Regions from separate parts of the Columba livia genome. Here region 2 is linked to region 1. Evidence: chromatin contacts called from public Hi-C data. All regions are on one chromosome and are shown on one strand. The core of a region is the stretch at or near the end of the contact, and the rest is flanking DNA. Distances in the headings are between cores, read along the strand shown.

What was found. A called contact is a pair of places that touch in the nucleus more often than the background predicts.
Region 2: a Hi-C map of crop shows a contact between it and region 1, with 5 times the contacts expected there. The contact joins the enhancer-like site here to the promoter of COG2 in region 1. A contact is called at or near these places in 2 of 2 Hi-C or Micro-C datasets (crop and liver).

Annotation. Positions count from the first base shown.
Region 1 is chr3:76,465,258-76,471,728 of bColLiv1.pat.W.v2, reverse strand. It overlaps COG2 (component of oligomeric golgi complex 2), which reads left to right and starts at 2,416. Exons shown (of 18, transcript XM_005508630.3): 1 at 2,416-2,601; 2 at 3,392-3,553; 3 at 4,308-4,373; 4 at 5,253-5,333; 5 at 5,979-6,082. The coding sequence starts at 2,530.
Region 2 is chr3:76,795,860-76,802,330 of bColLiv1.pat.W.v2, reverse strand. It overlaps URB2 (URB2 ribosome biogenesis homolog), which reads left to right. Exons shown (of 9, transcript XM_005508634.3): 9 at 2,053-2,786. The coding sequence ends at 2,250. Among named protein-coding and RNA genes, the nearest start is that of URB2, 19 kb to the left of the region's middle. Within about 2 kb of position 2,515, at least 1 of the 3 cell types and tissues checked has an H3K27ac peak away from gene starts, as active enhancers do.

The DNA.
Region 1 (6,471 bases), core at 1,167-3,666:
GCCCCAGGTGAACTTGGCTGTTCAGGGACAGCATGTGGAAATATCCCATGAGCCCCAGCTCTAGTTTTACTGCTAACTTCCTGTAATTGAGATGTCGCAGTTTCCATTTGCAAATTATTAAATCTCACAAACTTCATACTTAATTGACAATGACATCAATAAATACGAAGAGTGTAAAGGCTCATCAATGAACAAGTTCAAGTGGAAGCATGCTTTTTATTTTCTCAAGGAACTTCATAATTAGAACTTTGTAAAAAAACACATAAATGGCAACTGTAGGTCGTTTTAGAACAACATAAGTCTTAGCTAATACTTAAGACTTTAGGTATAATTACTTTATTATGGAGTTAACATCAGAAACTAGTTAGAATTTTTATTTCAAGCATCCAGCTCGTTAAAGTAAAAAGATAGCTGAGCAGTAATATGGCTTTGTTCCTGTACCAGAACATAGACATTTTAAATATCATAACATAAGAAAACCTTTTTGATCTGATACATACAGTCATATAGTGATAGCTATTGCAAAATAGTGCCAGTGTGGTTTTATGTGGTGGGTGTATCTTTTCTGCTCTCTAGCTGAGAACACGTGGCAACTATAAACCATGCCTGCTAACACTTGAGATCTCTGAGAGGGCTGGACACCATGAAATATGTCAGTCTTGAAGAGCTTTCCAAAGGGAGAGGGTGAAAGAAAGCAGAGGCAATTAGCATGCAAGGAGCCGGCCAGCAGCTGCACATGCCCACCAAGATCAGCACTGAACTGCTTGGCTCTTTGTACTTCTAATAACTCAGGCAAGTTCTAACAAACTCACATACTAGCCGTGGATCACTGGCATGAATCACTGCTGGTCATGGGCCAGCCGGGCTCTCGGTACTGCCAGAGTTAGGTGGGGACATACAGGTCAGTCCTGCCAAAACACTGCCTGCCCAGGACCTCTGGGGGTCTCCAGCCCAGCATGCTGCTGCAGCACTACCCAAACACATCCATCAAGCCCAGGGACTCTTCTCCAGCCCTGGCCACAGAGCAACCAGCAGAGCTCCAGACGATGCATCCTCACACCTGTTTGGTGAGGCGCTGGGCTCGCTCCTCACCTGAGCTCATCAGGGCAAAATTAAAGCCGTAAAATGTACATGTGAGGAATGAGACCCATTGCCGTCTTCCATCCTAAGGTGGCAAACAGAAATGCAAGTGATAGCAGGGAGGTTTTTAGAGCTGAATTTTTTTTCACTAAGGCATAAGTTGTAAGGAGCCATTGAAGGAGGAATGTTGTTTTTACAAAACTGGGGACCTGTCACCTGGCCTCAGCAGGGGGGGAAGGACTGAGAGACATCAGACTATGAATCCTTAATGTAAAGCAAAGTCTCTTCAAACTAATCCCGGAATGCAAACTGATTACTGCATTTAAAAAATTAAGCTAGGGGGAAGGCTAACCAAAGAGCCAGGAATCCATATTTTAAATAAATCAATAAGGGGAGAAGGTTGTTAGAATTAGATGAATGAGATAGGTGAACTGAGGCAGGCGTCGGGTAGTCTGTAAACCCTGAAGTACCCAGCCAGTGGGGAAGAGGGAAGGGAATTTGTGGCTGGGATTTTGGGGGGATATAAAGCAGGGGCTTTTTGCCCTACTCCATGTGTCTGCCCTTAGGTAGAACACCTGGTCTTGCAAAATCATCAATAAAATACACTTTGCTGAGAGATCCTGCCTGGGCCTATTATATTGGCAAGGTAATAGTTTCCTACATGAGTGACTGTGAGCAGTAGATTTTTGAAGGAAAGAAGACCCTCACAGAAGACCCTGGTGAAAAGCAGAAGGATGGAGGCGATAAATCACACTCTGACTTGTTTCCTGTTACTTGGGACCACATGGGCACAAACTACGATAAATTTAAATATAAGGAAAAGCTTTTTTTGCTGTCAAGAGTGGTCAGACCCTGGCACAACTTGCCCAGAGAGGCTGAGGGGCAGTACCCAAACCTCAAGGGGACATGGACCTTGGCCACCGGCTCAGGGTTGGGGGCCTGCACGATACCGTCGCCTTCCCACCCCTGCAGCCCCGGGTTTCCACAGCTTGTGCCATGGGCCCTGATGCCAGTTCCTGCAGCTTCATCTGATCAGGACAGTTTGATGCACTGAGGGCTGCCATGTGGCATCAGGCACTTCAGCAGCCCAGCCCCTGACTTCACAAAGCGACACGAACCAGAGAAATTCCTCCGAGGAGGCTGGGCAGGACAGCTTTAAAGGCCCGTGCTCGGCGCACACACATCCACCCCTCCCTTGCCGCCCCCCGTGCCATTTTGAGATTCCCGCCGTCCCCCTCGCCTATTGCCGCCTGTAAGGGGCGCTCGGAGCCCTCCAGGGGGCGCTGTCGCGGCGGTGAGCGAACTCTGCGCCTCTCTTGGCGCAGGTTCCGGGCTGCCTCTGTGGTGCCGTGCTGGCGGGGGCGGTGTTGCTGTGGCAGCGGCGGGTCCTGCCGCCGCGTCGGGCCTGGCGGGCCGGGCCGGGCCGGGCCGGGCTGGGCTGGGCTGGTCATGGAGGCGAAGAAGATGAACCTGCCGCGGGGCCCCGAGAACCTCTGCTTTGACAAGGACGAGTTCATGAAGGTGGGTGTGCGCGGTGTGCCCCGGGGCCCTCCGGGGTGTGGGGGAGAGGATTCCTCGGGCGGTGAGAGGGGCCCGAAGCCTTGGTCGGGATCTTTGCCCCCCGCCACGGCTTCTTCCCCGGGCAGAGCGCCCCTGTGTGTGTCACTGAAGGGACGACTCGGGCGTTGAGCAGAACTGGACTGCTTCCACCTCCGCGGCTGTGTCCCAGCGGGGCTGGAGCCTGAGTGCGGCCGGGCCCAGGCCTGCCCGGGGAGCGGGCCGGCGAGTTTGCAACCGGCTGACCTGAGTTCCCTGTCCCGGGCCGGATGCCGCTGTGAGCGCCGAGGGCAGGCCCCGGTCGGACTGCCTCCGAACCCTGCTGTGCGTGGCTTGGAAGCCAGGCTGCAGATAGACTGAAAACCAGCATTCGGGCCTCATTGCTTGGAGAGCTTAAAGCAGTTCTTAACACTGTATTTTGGTTTCTCTTTGGTTGTTCGTTTTGGTATCGTTTTGTTGTCGGTTGATTGGTTTGTTTGTATGCTTTTTAAAGTGTATGCAGGTAACATAACCTCTCGTATTTCGGAGAGAGTGGTTTTGGTACTCTGACCCACAACCTTGTGTGCTGTGGATTTATGTTAAAAACCAAGACTTAGGAACACTGGAAACTACTCCGTTAAGTAGCCTTTTTGCCCCCTAGCGCTTCAGTTTGGTGGGCTCCCTGGCATACGGAATACTTTGTTTTGGGGGTGGGACATATTTCTGGCTTGAACTTTTGACTTACAGCCTTCTCTCTTTCCTGTTTCATTTTCAGCCGGATTTTGATGTCGATCACTTTGTATCAGACTGCAGGAAACGTGTGCAGTTGGAAGAGCTCAGAGAGGATCTGGAGCTCTATTACAAGCTCCTTAAAACTGCCATGGTAGAACTCATAAATAAGGACTATGCAGATTTTGTTAATCTTTCAACAAATCTAGTAAGTGTTACTAAATTGTACTGTGTACTTCAGACTTAATGTGGTTCAGTGGGTATTTTATTTTTCATATGAAAGGTATATGGCTTTTCTTTTAGCATTATTATATTTAAGACATCTTAAACTGTGATCCCTTGCACTGAGAGAAGCTGAAAGACCATTCCTGTAGAACTTAGCTACTGCACAGAATTGCTGTTGGCCTGTAGAAAGTGTTTTAGATGTATGCTTTTTGTCTTGGAAAAACTAATTCATTAGAAAGTTAGACTCAAGGTCAGCTTGTTTTTCAAACTGACAGTAGTTGCAAAATGGAAGGAAATAAATAATTAAAATACAATAGCAATGATACAAATAAGGCCATTCTGAAGAATTATTTTAGGAATCTATAAACAGTCAATACTGTACTTACTGTACAGTCAATACATCTTAAAAAAACCCAACCAACCTACTTGACTGAAAATTGTAATCACTTTCATATTAAAATGTCTTGTCCTCTGTGTCTCCTACTATTTCACTCCCGTTCATCCAAGTTCCAATTATACAGGTTCTTAAAGTTTTCGCATTGCGTGACAGGCAGCCTGATGTTTTTATGCCTATATTTGAGGTACTGTATTTTTGCATTGCATTTAGAACTGGAGACTGTAAAGGGAGGTGTCTTTTCTCAGTTCTCTTTTAGTGTCTGTAAAATGATAGTCTTTGTCATTAATTCACATAGGGATTTAACAAAAAAGTCATAATATTTTTCTGATAATTTCTTTAGGTTGGCATGGACAAGGCTCTTAATCAGCTTGCAGTACCCTTGGGACAGTTAAGGGAAGAAGTTATGGTATGCTCAAAACAATCATTATACACAGCTTGGTAAACTTCAACTCACTTTCATATGATGTACAGACTGTCTTTTACTCATGTTAATCATTATTATAATAACCTTCTCTTTGAAAACTGATGACTTAGAGTGATAGTAAAAGAGGCACTGTGTTTTTTGAAGCAGTTGTAGCAGCAGTAAATTTCAGGCAAGAGATAAAGGACTCCTTAAACGTGGACTTCTGTGAAGACTAGTCTATGGAGAAATATTGAAACTGTTTTAATATATGAGTAATTAAAGATGGTAGTAAATAACTCAAATGCAACACAGTCCTGTTAAGGACTTTTTTTTTTTGCTTAGTCCTGTGGCTTAACCAGAAAAGACCACCCTCTGGTGGGTCTTGTTCTGGCTCTTCCACAGTGACTTGGTCTTTAGCAAGGGGCAATTGTTTATCATCTTGGCAGACAGTTCAAACGGATGTTTGCTGCCCAAATGTGCCTTCAAAATATCAGAGCCTTGATGTCTAAAACTCAAAGTAGGTTCAGGTAGCAGAGAAATATCGGTTATGTGAACAATGCTACTTAAGTCTGATTTATTAAGATCATATTGGTTTTATTGTCTGTTTCTGGGTGGAAGGCGGTTTGTTCTCTGTAAGGTACTAAAAGAACACTTCTGGTTGAAATTAAGCTGTGGTGGCAGTACTTAAAGAGTTGATTATACTTTCAGTTATTTAATTTTATTTCTGGCTTTTTCACTTAGAGGGCAGTTGATGTGCTGTAGCTTTTATTAGTCCTATATTTTAATTAATCTGTGTCCTGTTTTAAGTTTAGATGTTTGAGTTAAGGTTTTTTAAACCTTAAGTGGGAAGCCAGCTTTACATGCTGACTTTCTCCCTTACAGAGTCTTAAGTCATGTGTCAGTGAAGGAATTCAAGCAGTAGATGACCGGATGGCTAAACAAGAAGATATTAGAAGAAAAAAGGTACAATAGATAAATTATTACCTTGAAAAGATCTTGTTTAGAATGACTTTGTTTTTACCATTAACCCAGTGAAAAAGATATTCAAAAAGTTCTAGACTGTCTAGAGGCACACAGTGCAGGATTTTGTGCTTCTAAAAATAACTATTGACATTTTGGTTGACTGACTTCATTTTTACAGGATCCTGTTGATCACAAATCTTTATTTTGCTTTATTTGCCCAAAACTTATATGTTTGATTTGGTTGGCTTTTTAAAATTATTGTTTATCTTGTTTCTGCTTGTAGTAGTATAGAAACTTGCTTATTATTGATGTAATTGAAATACAGCAGTTTAATTTATAAGTGAGGGGGGACACACTAACATTTGTCTTTGTGCTTAGCTTGGAAAAGAATCAGCGATAAGAACAGCTATTCTACGTCTGTGACAAACTTTTGTTTGTGGGTTTTTATGGACTTAAGTGAGCCATACTTCAACTGAGACATGACTCAATTGTTAAGAGGGAGTTAGTTACACCTGGGTGTGGGGGAGGTGTGGAAACACCAAAACCCGCCCAAAAACCCCTACACCATCCAAAACATCTTCAAGGTTGTTAGGTAATGTAAATTGGGATTGGGGTCAGAAATTAAAAATCTTTCTTTAATTACAGATGTGTGTCCTGAGACTTATTAATGTTATTCAGTCTGTTGAGAAAATTGAGAAGATTCTACATTCCCAGGGTACGAAAGAATTGTCCTCATTAGAGGGAAACAGGTAAAAAAAAATGTAACATTTAGTTTTGTTTGTAATTGATGAGACTAACTTAATTTCCTGGTATTGTTGTAGATTAATTTACAAGCATTAGGTTATATATTTAGAAATGTAACTGATGGAATAAGTGACTGTTATTTTAGTATTTTCTCAGTTTTAGTCTTCTGCAAACCTGTCATTCACAGAACATGTGATTCAGTCTCCAAAGTTCTGAACTACTTGTAGTGCTTTCAGTAAATGTGCTTTTTGAAGTTTATGTACAATCTTTTTTTTTTTTTTTCTTGGAAGTCACTAATCCTGTCATGTCTGAAATGCTTTCTACAGTACAGTTGATTCCAATATCATTTGGAATTAAAATGGGAAATAGCTTTTCTTGATTTCCCTGCTTACAT
Region 2 (6,471 bases), core at 1,266-3,765, 330 kb before region 1:
AGTGGCTTTCAGCCTGTGATCTGAAGACCATGGGGCTCCATCAAAGGTAACTGTGGAAAACATGTTGGTAGATTTAAATCTTTATAGGGGCATCTGCACACTTGCTGGAACCCTTTTAAGTGTCTGCAGACTAAAACTGGTGAAAGCCATGGGCCTAAACGTCCACTTACTCGTAAAGTAGCAGTGTAACAGTTCCCTCAGTGCTTCCTCTTTATACCAGGAAATAAGATATCCTTGTGAAATATTTTGTGTTAATCTAGAACGGTTCCTTGCTGGAGTGGGTGGCATCTATAGCCTCTTTCATACTGTTGACAGTGCTTTTCCCTTGTTGCCTATGAGCTGTTGCTTAACTCAGCAATAGTGAAATATCTCTTCACACATTTGATGTCTCACATCAAGAGCTCTGTAACGCTTGACAAATTGGTTGTGCTAACTATGTACACCATAAAACACTTACAAGCATAATTAACTGGCAGCCGGTAGTGGCAGCTGTTTAAATCTTTGGTTCTGCTTCCCACAGTGTTATTGGAGGGTGTTTATGGGTAACTGCACTACAAAGCAGGAATGGCCCAGATAGGGCATGAGTCCAGATTAATTTGTGATGTGAGGGGTGCAGTTCCATTAACTGCAGCTCTGCGGTATCTCCTTATCCCAAGTGAGACAGCTGGTCCATCTTGTCAATATTTGTGTGTTTTCCTGTGCTCATTCTCTGCAGTGATTTCTCTGCCCTGGGAAGGGAGAGGCTGGCCCAAAGCATTCACGGGGAGTTGTGATGCTCAACTGTTTTGTTACTTTAGTGCATGGCCTGGGGAGAAATAACATCTGTTGTAAACCAGCCAATAGAGCAACTGATGTAGAGGGGAAAAATGTCAAACTTCTGGACGTGCAAACTCATTGGGGTCACGAACCTAAAGAAAGGCTTACGTGTCTTAATGCCTGCTCTATGTTTTTCCTGGCTATGTTAGCAGGTCTAATAAAACATACTAGCTGTTTTATGTTTGGGGCAGAAGGAGAGCAGGAGCCTGTCAGAGTGATTAGGAGTTCACTTCATTAGTGAAAAGTTTATTAGTTGCCTCAGGAAGAAAGAAGTCTGAATTTTAATGACAGCTTTTAATGTAATTTTCATTAGGCCTGGGGTGCAGATGCTCAGGTCTGGAGGCATAAAGCTAATCATGGGATTCAGCAAAGACATGGTTGTGCAGAAAAATAATGTGATTATGCCAAAGGCCAGCACCACCTCAGGCAGTGAAGTATTTAGCAAGTGATTGTGAGCACAGGACAAATTCCAGTTATCCTGGAGCAATAGAGTCAGCACTGATGTTCCTGGTTGTAGCGGTTGTTCTGCCAGTTGAGGGGTTGAGCAGGGGTAATGGCAGGAGCAGGGCACTGAGTCCTCAGTCACTTGGTGTATTCCTTCAACTTCCTGCCTGTCTTCAGGCAAGGGACCTGATTTCTGATGTTAAAACAGATAAAGGAAACGCACATCTCCTGAGTTCTTTGAAGGCTTATTTTATGCAGGCTTATACATTGAAGTCCTCAGATATAAACTGTTAGATTAATATCAAGTTATTAAATGATAAGTTAAAATGGATTGACTACCCAAAGTAGCTTATGGAGTAGCCTAAAGGAAGCACTCATTTGAAACTGAGACTTAGTAGCATACAGCTAGTATGACACATACAGAATCTACTGGAATGTGTAATCCAGAGCAGGTTATAAAAAATAAATTTTATAGTTTTTTAATTACAGTTGTTCTGCTGATGAATTTTCATGTGATTTCAAGATCATCAGTGTCTTTGCCTCCTCAGCAATGTGTACAGTAGCACTCCTGTGCATTTCATTGCCAGGGGAATGCTTGTTCTGCAAAACATGTTTGCAGAAATCAGGAAAATACTGCACAAGTCAAAATCTCAGATTTTATCTAATGGACTGTTCCAGATGGTCTGATGCAATGGATAACATGTTGTCAGCATTTAATGTATATTGACTGTGGAAGGGGTGGTTTTTTGCCTTTTTGTCTTCAAGTTTCATGCAATTCTGTTCTTCTCGTAGGTGACTTTGCACCCGGCTGTGAAGAAACATCTCACAGAAGGGATATATCACATCCTTGACCTTTGCATTGAACGAGACATCAAGTTCTTAAATGCATCACTACCAGCAGGTGTAAGGGAGGTCTTTAAGGATCTGTATAGTGATTACAACCACTACCACAAAGCAAAAAAACAGGGGGAGGAAAAGTATACTGCATGATGAATCCTGCCTGGTGCTGCATACTCAGTTATTAATTGATCATACAGTGCTCAGAAAATCCTCAGTAACTTTGGTTTGGGACAACGAGTAAGGTCAAATCTGAAGAGGGTCCTGTAAACATGAATTGCATCTGTCTCTGTACAGCCAGGCTTCGTAAAGGGAAAAGGGGAGCGGGGAGGGAGGGTGTGCTATTAGCTCTGGTCCTGCTGCGTGCCACACACAGCAGAACTGCTGCACCTGTGCTGGCCCTGGTGAGTGCTCTGGGAGCCCTGGGGAGCAAGCTGCAGTCTGGCAGCAGATGTCAGGCTTTGGCACATCACAGTGCTTTTCTGTGGAAGCAATAGTCTGGTGTAAAAGCCAGTGAGGGTTAGAACTCCTCGCTTACATGGTAAGCAGAATTAAAGCAGTTAAAGTGCTTATTTTTATGCCCTGTTATTTTATGTTTTGTTACTGTAGAAACTCGTGAATGTTACACCGCTGTGTGTAGGCTACTGTGCAAAACTGTGGAAATACAGTAAAAAATTTGAAAGTTTGTATATCTTTGCTTGGTTAGTTTTGCTCTTTAATCCAGCCCTGGGCAACCTGGTCTGACCTATTGAATTTCCTTTCCAACTTAATTACCCTGTGATCTCATGATAATCAAAAAGACTGACTGCTTAGAGCTCTGGTCGATTTACTGTCATTAAGCAATTACACGTGGTCATCTGAGCTGCGCTCACTCTTGGTGTACGTTTTTATCTTGTGACAAATGCTAAGTACCAAGACCTATCTGAGGCCTCTTTGGTCTAAGCCAAGCTTTGGTGCTTTGCATTCACTCTAGGTCAAGAGCAAGCCCCGGATTTACTGCAGCTCAGCTGACAGTAATTTAATAAGCTGTGGTAAATTAATCACATTTGAGCGTGTAAGAAGCTTTATGAAATAGCTGCCTTTCATTAGCTTAGACTACAGAAGTTTATTTTGTTGAAATGTTAGAGGCTAAAGATCCAAACTTTTACTTAAGTGGTAAAACAGTCTTCGCATGTGCATGCAGTTAGTAAGAACTCAATACTCTCGCATGATTATCTGCTTTAATCTACAGACAGGGCAGAGGAAGACTGGAATATGGCTTACTGCTTTTACTAGGCCCTTCTGCCTCAGAGCAAGGTCCAAAGGATGAAGTTTGGCTGTGGTGGGAGACCACACGTGGCACAGACACAGGAGGTGAGCGGGGTTGTGGGGGAGCCAAGGCAGGTGGAGCTGGACCACAGGGCAGGCAGGGCAGGGCAGGGCAGCTGCTGTCTGACATGAAGCCCTTCCTCCTCCTCCTGCACTGCCCCACTGGCTGTGATCCTGACAAGGCACTTCATCTTTGCCTTATGGAGCCTCCTGTGCTGGCTAAACTTCATCCTTTGGATTGGAGATGATCTTCCTCATGTCCTGAACAAGAAGCATGGAGAGAAAGCTTTAATACTGAGCAAGCCCTGTTCTGAAGCAGCCACAGCAGTGGTATGTTATCAACACTGTTCTAGCCATAAATGCAAAGCACAGCATCATATGGGCTGCTAACGAAGCAAGCTAACTTCATCTAAGGTGGATGCTGTACACCACTACCATTTCTGTATTTTATTTCAAAGGTGAAAAGCTGATGTGGGCCAGTGTTGTGAAGGGCAATTACTGCTGCCCCAGCAGGCTGTGTGGCACTGAAGTGCCTGGTTGGTCCCAGAAGGGAAATGTGTATGAGCTGGGTGCAGCCAAATGGGCACCAAGGTGGGGAGGTCTCCAGGCTGAAGACAGAACCATAGAATCACAGAACGTCCTGAGCTGGAATGGACCCACAATGATCATCGAGTCCGACTCCTATCCCTGCATATGACAACCCCACAGCTCACACTATGTGTCTGAGGGCATTGTCCGGTCTTCTTGAACACTGCCAGACTTGGGCCTGTTCCAGTGCTCCACCACCCTCTGGGGGAAGAACCTTTTCCTAATGTCCAACCTAAACCTCCTTGGCATACCTTCCTGCCATTCCCTTGGCTTCTGTCATTGGTCACTAAAGAGAAGAGATCAGCACCTGCCTCTCTTCCTCCCAGTTAATACACTAGTGAAATGAGGGAAGGTTATGAGTGTTGGGAGAGCATCTGGAAAGAACAGTGAAAAAAGGAGAGCTAGGTTTGGAGCAGGGGAGGAAAGTGAGGTAGCATCTCTGGCATGTAATTGTCAAGGCTCCTCTGATGTAGCCAGATGGTTGCAAGCCACACACATAGCTCAAAAGCTGAGTGTAGACCACACAGTAAATAACATCTTACTCATGGCTTTAAAGGAAGTAAACTACTTGAGTTAATACCCAGTTTCTTTAATTAATAGTAACTGTAAAAAAATGTTAACTTCTTGGCTTGGAAGTGAAAATGTGTAACTGACGTGGACAGGGGTGAGGGAGCTAACGAACTCCTACTATTAAAAAGGACACAGTGCTTGCATGAATGAAACATTGAAACCCTGCCACAAATCTTTATTTTAAATACACTGTGTAACTGTCACTTATCCCACATCCGTACTCCAGGCTAAGCAGTGGAGTTCTGAAACACAAAGCAGCATTTCTGTGTAGGAGGTACAAAGGGGTTAAAAAGAAGGCTGTATTTCACTTGCTAATCCTATGTCTTTGTCCAAGAACTGCTCTGGGTGTTAGCTAGAATAAATTAAGTCACTGGCAGAGGACCACCTGCTGAGAAAGCAGGCTTTGTTATTGAGCCCATTCCCCTGTGGGTGCAGTGTTCTTCTTTTGTCACACGATGGAGCCATCCTGCAAGCGTACAGGAGCACCCTCTGAAAGCACAGATTTGGAGTAACTTCTCCTAGGCCGGGTTAGTTGACGAGCTCTGAGCACTGGGAAGGTAAATGGTTCGGATGAAGCACCATCTCAGGGCTAAAGGACAGGATTGGGACCTTTGTTTCACTTGAGTGTTAGCTTTGTGCAAGTGACCCTAAAAGCACAGTCCTTACAGGCTTCTGCACCAGGTAAACTTGTCCAGTTTCCAAGTATTGACGCAGCCCATCTCTTCTGAGGGCTTTTGCTGCTGCTGCGATAATAGAAATACCTCCCGTAGGCAGAGCTCTCAGGCTGGGACATCGGGGTCCTGCTGGCTAGGATGTCTGGATCCTGTTGGCTGGGATCTCGGGGTCCTGCCAGCTGGGACATCAGGTTCCTACTGGCTGGGACATCAGGGTCCTGCTGGCTGTGCCACAGGCTCAGCCTGTGACTCTGGGTGTGGTGTTTGTTATTCATGCCCAGGCAGTGCCTGGTCTGCTGTGCCGAAACTGACTCAAATATAAATTAAGAGATGAACAAGATGTACAGTCATTACTGGCAAAGATCATGTTGGTTTAATTTATCTCTTGGTTTTGTGTAGCATCTGTGAAAATCAGCTGATTTTTCTACCTGTCTGGAGGTGGGGCTTGATGCTTGATTTATCTTGCTGTTGTTGATAGAAATGCCAGAAAAGATGATGGTGCAAGTTGGTAGAAATTGTTTTACTAGTTTAGAAAGAAGTTATTTTTCCTGTTCTTATCTGCTGGGAGGAGAGAACATACTGAGTACGTTCCTTTGAGTTGGAAATGGATCAGTAACTTCCTATATTTTTGCTTCTTGATGTGTGCCTGGGACTGCTGGATAGCAGAAGGCTCCTTCCAGATCTTCCTGTATGGGCTAAAACATAATAGCATGAATAAAGGAGTACTTTGAGAGATTCCTATATCATTATTACTGAACCATTAGACACCTACAGTGATAATAGTTTGCCAGTAACACCAAACTGAGCAGGGAAGTGGACACTCTGGAAGAGGGAGCCACCCTGCAGGAAGAGCTGGATAGGCTGTAAGAGTGGGCTAACAAGAACCTGACAAAGTTCAACAAGGACAAGTGTAAGGTCTTGCACCTGGAAGAACAAAACCCAGGAGTGCAGCACAGGCTGGGATCTACCCAGCTGGGGAGCAGCTCAGTGGAAAGGGACCTGGGGATGCTGGTGGACAACAAGCTCAGTATGAATGACCAGTGTGCTGCTCCTGTGGCAAACAAAGCCAACAGGGTGTCAGTTTGCATCAACAGGAGCATCACCAGCAGAGACAAAGAAGTCATTATCCCACTCTGCTCAGCGCTTGTCAGGCCACACCTGGAATACCGTGTTCAGTTTTGGCCCCTCCTATACAAAAAAGAGGTGGACAGGCTGGAGGGGGTTCAGAGAAGGG